Regions from separate parts of the Cricetulus griseus genome. Here region 2 is linked to region 1. A link is a contact called in public Hi-C data. All regions are on one chromosome and are shown on one strand. The core of a region is the stretch at or near the end of the contact, and the rest is flanking DNA. Distances in the headings are between cores, read along the strand shown.

Region 1 (4,115 bases), core at 1,053-3,552:
TTTCCTGGGGATTTTTGAGTAAAGAGACCGGCAATGTCGGGAAGCTCTGCTTCCCAGACTGAGGGACTGGCCTACACCAAGTTGTTGCCGGCCTCCTGAATGATGGGCTGCGCAGACGACCTGGGTAGCTTAGAATGAGTGGACGACAGATCTACACCCCTGTACCCCGCGACCTTGAGGACCCCTCTCTTTCTGACCCAGCTGTCCTGCAACAGTTTCTCCACATAAGTACCGCATTGGGCACCTACACCTTAGGAGTGGTGGAGGGGACATCCAAATACAGGAGGGGGTGGCCCTTTCCTAGTGCCCCTCCAGCCCCAAGAGTTGGGGAGAGAGTGGCCACCCAGATCCCCTCTTCTTGGGGGTTCTTAGATATGGGCCTCAGGATAGTTAGAGACCAGTCGCCGCACACCGAGCCCCTCTCTGTTGCCTCCAGAAGACGACCCACCACCCTAACATTCCTTGGAGAGTAACACCCCAGGCAGTTGACGCTAAGCAACAGCCAAAGTTACTGGCATTGCAAAGTGAAGGTGCGTGGGATCAACGTGTGTGTGCAACAACAAACGGTCTGCAGGCTTTTCTTGGAGTCCTGGGAGAACACAAGCCCTGGCAGGCTTTGGGGTTCTCTTCTGTATCTGGCCCTCTCCAAGTCACTTCAGCGTACCTCACCAGGCATTCTGGGACGCCATAAAACCAGGGACAGAGACCCGGATAGCTCCTTGCCCTCCCCCTCCCTCGATCCACTCTCCTCTTTTGCGCTTTTTCTGTCTCTGTGGACGCTCAGCCAAGGGATTGCGCAAGCTTCCTGCTCCGTGTCCTTCAGGAGCCCTGAGCTGGGGCCCGGACACACAGCAGGCCAGGCACACCCTTACCCCTCCCACTTAGAATGGCATGCTCCCTGTCAGGTCTACCCACTGCGACCCCACGGGTCTCGCGGGCCCACCGGGGGCGCCCTCAGAAGGTCACATCTGGCGCAGCAGCTCCCCCAGCCGGACGCTGGAACTGAAAACCCCTGAACATGCCGGCTGCCCGGGCTCCAAGGTGCTAAACTTCACACTCCGGAGCTCCAATGGCTGCATCAGCAGGGCTTGGCTGTCAGAGACTAGGGGACGGGAATTCATGAAGGATACGTGGCTCCCTGGCCATTCCATTTTTCCTCCTCTTCTCAAGGCCCACTCACCCACCACCCTTCAGCCTCAACCTCCTTTTGGCCTTCCCCACTCCCACTCTTGAGGCCCTTTCTTGAACTCTATGAACCCCCACGAAGTGCCCTTGGGCCTCTAAGCAGAATCACACATCCCCGGTGTCCTCGCTCTGTGTCTCTGTCTGACTGTCTCTGTCTGTCTCTCTCTCTCTCTCTCTCTCTCTCTCTCTCTCTCTCTCTCTCTCTGTGTGTGTGTGTGTGTGTGTGTGTCTGTCTGTCTGTCTCTCTGTGAGTGTGTGTGTGTGTCTGTCTGTCTGTCTGTCTCTCTCTCTCTCTCTCTCTCTCTCTCTCTCTCTCTCTCTCTCTCCCTCTCTCTTTGCCCTCCCAGCCTTTCCCAGTCTGGGGGCTTGCTAGAAACTGCCCCTTCCCCGCGAATGAGTGGGCCAAGTGTAAATTAGAAGCCGTTCAGAATCCTGGGTGGGATCGGATTCAGATTCTCTTTCTGCTGAGATTCTTGAGTGCTAATGCCCGGGGCGGGGGGGGGGGGCTGTTCCTTTGTCCCTGTCCTTGCCTCTCCGCCTCTCCGTGCTCCTTGTCTCATCCAAGTCCTCAGTCTTCTCGCTCTTTCTCTCCCTACCTCGCCTTCCTAAATGCCTGGAGCCTGGCGGGGCGGGGCGGTGAGCACCAAGGGTGGGGGCGCGATCTGCCCCCGCCCCGATTCTGCCCCCTGTCGGAGACTCCCTTGTGCCTCTAGGAGCCGCCGGTCGGGCGTAGTTGGTAGCGACTGCAAAGGGCAGTGAATGCTTCTGTGGCCCCCAGCAGGGATCCCCGGGCCGTGCACACCGAGAACCGGCGGCCCAGGGTGAGGTGGGGAGGAGCCCAAGTGTCTGGCCGCGGATCAAGGTAGGACCCGTCGAGGTGCCCACTCTGGCCGCCCAGGCAGACACACCTCTCCTCCGCGGCCCCAGCTCACTTTCCCAGCTCGCAGATCCCTCCCCTGCACCTCCTCGCGCCCTCCTCCTCCCCAGCCCTCTCCCGCGCCCTCCTCCTCCCCTGCCGCCCAGGCCGGGGGCCTCCGGTAGGCCGGGCTGCGCCAATCCGAGGCGCGGCCCGCCCCCTGACGCCGAGCTGGGCCCTGCGAGGCCCCGCCCGCTGACGTCCGGGATTTGCATGAGTTCTCGTGCAGCGGCGGCCCGGGCTCAGTTGTCTGAGCGAGCGCGAGCAGAGAGTCGGCGGGCGCGGGCAGCGGCGGCAGCAGCCAGGCTGTTGAGGGGCGAGCGGAGGCGGCGGGGGCAGAGCGTGTGGCGAGGTCCCCGTGCAGGACTGCATCGGGGCGCCTGCGGGAGCCAGCTGTGTCTGCAGCCGCACCGGCCGCTCGCGTCTCGGCGCGCTCCGGCTCGGCCATGGAGCTGCCAGCTGTTGGCGAGCACGTCTTCGCGGTGGAGAGCATCGAGAAGAAGCGGATCCGCAAGGTAGGGGTGGCGCGCGGGTGGCGGCGCCGAGGCGCGGGAGCAGCGAGCGAGAGGCGCGGAGGGGGTGGGGAGGCTGAGGGCCGGAGCCGGGGATCCCGCGGAAGCTGATGGAGTGCTGTCTCTTCCCCCCCCACAGGGCAGAGTGGAGTATCTGGTGAAATGGAGAGGCTGGTCCCCCAAGTAAGTGGCGGCGGGGGCCGAGTGCCCGGGCACGGGGCCCCAAGGCCGGCGGACCCGTGTAGCTGGTGGGGTGGTGGGGGAGCGGACGGGAGGCGGGGTGGAGTGGGGTGGAGGGAGGAGGGGGTGGGGAAGTCGGTGGCAGGCACTGGGAAGCCGAGCCGCCGAGCCCGAGCCGGGCGCCCTGTGTTGTGCTCCGCTCTCCGGGAAATGCCATCACTAATTTATGCGCTAAAAGGAGCCGGAGGAGCTGGAGAGACGCGGGGCCGAGCCCGGGAGGCCGGCGGAGGGAGGGAGGGCGCAGGCACTGACTGATGTGCAGCAGAAAATGGCTCCTTTCCCCTTTCCCTCCACCGAACGGCTCCATATTGCAAAACCAAAAAAAAAAAAAAAAAAAAAAAAAAAAATTAAAAAGCGACGAAAATGCAATTGTGTGCGTCCTCCCTCCTGGTGGTGCAGGATAGGGAAGAAAAAAGGCAGAAAATGTTGAGAACTGTCACTGCAGCTCTTTCGCTGGGGAATTTTTTTCTTTAATTTGAAATGCGAAGGCACCGGATGGAGACAGGCGCAGGCACACACACACACACACACACACACACACACACACACACACTCAGAGAGAAAGAGAGGCATATTTTTGCACTGCTGAGTATTTGGGGTTTGCTTGCCAGTGACAGCGGTCTTCTGGGCCTCGAGGGGGTGCGGGGGGGCCGCTGGGCTGTGGGCTATCGGATTAGGGGTTCAATGCAGAGCGGCTGAAGCCCTAGTGGAGACTCGGGCTGGCGATAGGAGGGGACTGCGACTTTGCATTGGGGTGAGGAAAGTGGCCTTGGAACACGTCACAGTAACATGCTTAAAATTCTTGACGACTACAAAATAAACTGCTAGTTTCATTTTCCTCACCCCTCCTTTCTTCCTGCCCTTGTGTGTTTATTTTAATTTGGGGGGGTCGTGAATCAAGGACCGAGTTAGGCCCTCAGAAACCTACTGTCTACCCTCCAGATCACAGCTTTTGGTTCAGGAAGCCACACTGGGGCCTCCTATCGTTCCCCCAACCTGCCCCCTCCCGTCTTTTACACTGTAACCCTCCTCCTCTTTCACTTGCAAGATATAACACGTGGGAACCAGAGGAGAACATCTTGGATCCCCGTCTGCTGATCGCCTTCCAGAACAGGTGAGCGAGCATCCCTTAGCAGCTAGCTGCCCTGGCCCTAGGTGGGAAGAGTAAAGTGGATGACTGGTTGCAGCAATAGGAGAGGGGGAAGGAGTGGGAGGGGGCATGCAGGAGCCCCACCCCCAACAAACCCGGATGGGCAAGGCTG
Region 2 (4,115 bases), core at 702-3,201, 42 kb before region 1:
CACTAAGATTCAGCCTCTCTTGCTCCTCCTCTTGGTAGCTAAGCTTCCTGGTGACCAGAAGTGACTTCTCCTCTGGGCAGCTGTAAAGAGGAGGCTGAGGAACAGAGAGCAGGACCTGCCCTGGGCACAGTGCCTGGAAGCCACGGCCCCGCCTGCCTCCTGAGAGGCCCTGACACTGGTAGTGTGTGAGTAAGGCCTGGCACAGATCCACAGGAGGGTGCACAGAGGTCAGTGCAGGTAGGGGGGGCTGTAGGCAGTGATCTTGGGGCAGGCTGCTAGGTATAGTTGAGCCTGCTCTCCCTGGGCCTTTCACTCTCCACCTGTAACAGTGCATGGACAGCTATGGGCAGGGCAGGTGGGGATAGGTCAGGATGGACTATGGTGGATTCTTGTGACAGGGCACACAGCCAGGAGTGGCCAGGACAACAGAGCAACACACACCCACCTGCTTCTCACTGGGCTGCTCTGGGGGTGGGAGAGGCCACTATGGAGGAGAAGTCCCTTCTGGTCACCAGGGAGCTGAGTTACCAAGAGGAGGAACAAGAGAGACTAAATCTTAGTGGCCTGGGCTCCAGCCCAAGCTTGCAGGCTGCTAGCAGTAAAACCAAGGCCACTATATCCTGACAAGTAGCCCCAGCCTGTGGCTCCCACCAAGAACTCACAGAGAGTTCCTGGTATAGATATCCTGGGTGCCAGGGGTCCTGGCTCTCAAATGCTGGGTCGAGGGCAATCCAGCAGAGTCTGCTGTTCTCAGAGTCGGTCACTCAGTGGTTTCCAGGTGCAAATCTCTGTGCGCAGCCTGGGAAACAGAGACGGAGGAGAGTCTCCCTCTGATTGCCAACTGGACCCCTGTGGGTTCTGGGACGTTTGTTTCCTGGGACCCTTCTCTTCTTTTTAGAGAGCTGGAATCAAACCCAGGGCCTCCTGCATGCCTCAGCAAATGATCACTCCCCTGGACCACACCAAAGTCAAATCCAGGGACAGAATGACAGTCTCATACCAGGAAGGAAGCATGTCCTGGTGGCATTTTCTGAGGCATGGAAGAGGCATTCCAGGCATGCCACAAGCCAGGCTGAGCCTGCCAGTGTGAAAACAGTTCTGACCTGTGTGTTACCATCCAGTGTTCCTTGAGTGCAGGCTGTCCACACTGGGGATTCCCCTCAAGCAATGTAGAGAAGAAAGGGCCCTGCTGTCCCAAAAGAACAAATGACCTAGCTCTCTTCCTGGGGTGAAGCAAACTGTGTCACAAGGCCAGGTGGGTGCTTGTCCATCCTTTATAATCCCTCCTCTACTTAGAGCCAATCAAGGCTCCAAACAGCTGAAATATACCACCCCAAACTACTGCTTAGCCACCACTCACCAATACCAGTTAACATGGGGGTTCACAAACTATGTGCATGTCTCAAAAGGCCTTTGTGTGACAGGAAACACTCAGTGAAGCAAATCCACCGAGACAGAAAGTGGATGGGGTTTGCCCTGAGGGCCTGGGGAAGCCAGGGAACAAGGAATGACTGCTAACAGGCACAGGGTTGCTTTGGGAAGCCATTAGAATGTTCTGGAATTGGATTACAGTGCAACTGAAAATTTACTAAAAACAATTAGCTTCTTTCTTTCTTTCTTTCTTTCTTTCTTTCTTTCTTTCTTGAGAAGAATTCTTGGTCTGCTGTCTTACCTCAATAAACCTGTCCTGGAGAAATGTTGCTGAGGCTATCATCACTGGGTGCATTTACATCCCAACCTCATTAAAAATGTGCACACAGATGTGCATCGTAAAAAGGCCAGCAGGAAACACACCGGACACTAGCACCAGCTTTGTGTGGGTAAAAGAATCATAGAACATTTTATGTGCAAACAGCCAGGGGGCAGGATCAACCCAAAGTCCACTGGTTGTGATGACATCCCAAGCCAAGCCCCTGGACCAGCCCCTCTCTGCCCGAGGCCAGCCCTGTGACTCACAGCAGACGCACCAGGCCAGGCGCACCAGGCGGCCAGGGGTCAGCTCCTCCCTGGAGAGAATGCTGCAGGGCCGGCGGGGCAGGCAGTGCAGCAGGAGGAGTAGGTGTGGAGGGCAGGTTGCCCGTGGGCTCCACTATAGCCAGCTACCTCAAGGCAGGCGGGCAGGAGAACAGCGCAATTGCCCCACTGGGGGGAGCTTGGCACCCTCCTTCTTCTAGAAAAGGGAGACCTGTTCTAGTAGATGGGCCAGCAGCAGCCGAGTTGCATGTGACTGGCCAGGCAGCCGCACTAAGAGGAAGACCATCAGGGCTTGCAGGAGGGTGGAGCCCAACTCCTGCTCTGGGCCCTTGTCAAGCCTTCAACCCTGGCTGCCAGCTTTCCCGTCTGTCCTGACCTGCTCCCAACACCTTCAGCTATACCCAGAGGACATCCCTGACACCCCCACAAGGGTCCACAGACCCCTTTCCCTCTGGTCCCTGCCTCTGCTGTGCTGGCCCTTTTCTTCTGCCTCCACACTGGCCTTCGACCTGGCCCTCAACCTCTCAGCTTCTACCCTTTTCACTGTAGCCTCCCTGGCAGACGGAGCAAATGGATGGGTGGAAGTGGGCTGTGAGATAGAGCCCTGCAGGTCCCCTCTGTGGGCAGGAGGCGCTCATGGCCTTGAAGGGAAAGTGCCACCACCGCCGGTGGGGTCATCACCACCGGTACTGCCTGAGTTATTCCTGGCCATGGATGCCATCTGAGGTTGGAGTGGAGCTGGGAATAGGAAGCAAAGAGCCTGGGGGCACAGAGGCGGGCTGTTGAAAGGGGGTGGTGAGGGCCAATAAATAGCCAAGGACCTCAGCCTTGGAGGGGGCAGGAAGGCGTCAGAATCTATGGCAGAGGTTCCGCAAGCCAGTGGATAGAATTCTGGACACCATGCTTGGGGCCAGGAGGCTAAGGCTGACCTGAGGGCTCAGGGCCTCTGTATCACAGGGTCAGTCTCCAAATCTGGGACAAATAGGGACAGAGATGCAGAGAGGTCCAGCGCCTGAAGCCACTCAACACCCACACAGCCACCAGTGAGTCTCTGCTCGGCTCCCTGCTGCACAGGCAGCAGGATGTGACCATGAATAAGGACCAGTGATTAGTCTGACATTACACTGCCACCAGCATCCCAGCCAGCAGAGAAGAGCAGCAGCCCTGCTGTCTCCAGAACCCAAGGGAGCCCAGCCTGTCACAGACACGGCTCCTGGTGTGCCCTGGGCTGGAAGAAGGGAGCTGGCAGAAGCTCCAAGAGTAGATTGGTCATAGGGTCACTTCAGCACTAAGATGCAACTGGAGGTGGTGACGGACCCTGGAAACCAATTATTTCCTGAGGGTGTGGGGACTCAGCAGTTACCTCCCGTCTCTGATCCTGAAAGATGAGGTTAAAATGTTGATATCTCAGGGTTTTGTAGGACCTAACTGGGTGACAAGGTGTGAGCTTGGGGTCTGTGCCTAACACACATAGCAGTTGCTATCCTTCTGGGTGGTTAGGAAAGTCATGAGTGTCACTGACCAATCCTCTGTCCCCAGGGTCCACCCTCAGGGGTGAGTCTCCTCTAGTCTGCACTCTTAGATAAGTTGTAACTTCTTGTCAATCTGGAAGGTTCTGCCCTGGGGCCTTTGTTGACTTCATAGTAGTTCTCAATGCCCAGGGGCTTCATCTTCATACTTAGATGCCTATTGTGTCCCTTCTCCAAGTGTCAGAAGCCCCCAGAACAGCCCATGACAGTATATGACCAAGCTGGTATCTTCCCTGGTCCTAAGATCAGAGCAGGGCTGGCATGTGAGGACGTACTCTAGCTCTGTCCTTGGGCTTCTTACTTCCTGGAGAGGCCTGACCAGCAGGAAGGACTAGAGGAGACAACCAGATCTGCCCTGTGGAGTCAACCCTTCTATTTTTACCTCCTTCCTAAAGGACAGGGATGACTGCCCCGTGCCCATCACTCAGCAGGGCTGAGATCCCTGGAGAATGGAGTCCTTGGGAGATGCTCTGAGCCCCAGGCGTACATGGACCCCAAGCTGCTTCTTTCAGGCCTGCGGCCTCTGGCCTCAGAAGCATGATGGGCCCCTCGGGAGAGCATGTCAGCAGTCCACTTCTGCAGTGTCTTGCTTCCCCTGAAATGCGAGGACTG

Evidence for each region. Hi-C and Micro-C count contacts between places; a contact is called where the count stands out from the background.
Region 2: a Hi-C map of the CHO-K1 cell line shows a contact between it and region 1, with 1.7 times the contacts expected there. The contact joins the enhancer-like site here to the promoter of Cbx4 in region 1. A contact is called at or near these places in 2 of 8 Hi-C or Micro-C datasets (the CHL-YN cell line and the CHO-K1 cell line).

What each region holds. Positions count from the first base shown.
Region 1 is chr7:131,623,451-131,627,565 of CriGri-PICRH-1.0, reverse strand. It overlaps Cbx4 (E3 SUMO-protein ligase CBX4), which reads left to right and starts at 2,302. Exons shown (of 5, transcript XM_027425499.2): 1 at 2,302-2,616; 2 at 2,753-2,796; 3 at 3,902-3,967. The coding sequence starts at 2,548.
Region 2 is chr7:131,665,192-131,669,306 of CriGri-PICRH-1.0, reverse strand. No RefSeq gene overlaps it. Among named protein-coding and RNA genes, the nearest start is that of Cbx4, 42 kb to the right of the region's middle. Within about 2 kb of position 1,951, at least 4 of the 6 cell types and tissues checked have open chromatin away from gene starts, as enhancers often do. A contact at or near this core is called in the CHO-K1 cell line, where this site is marked.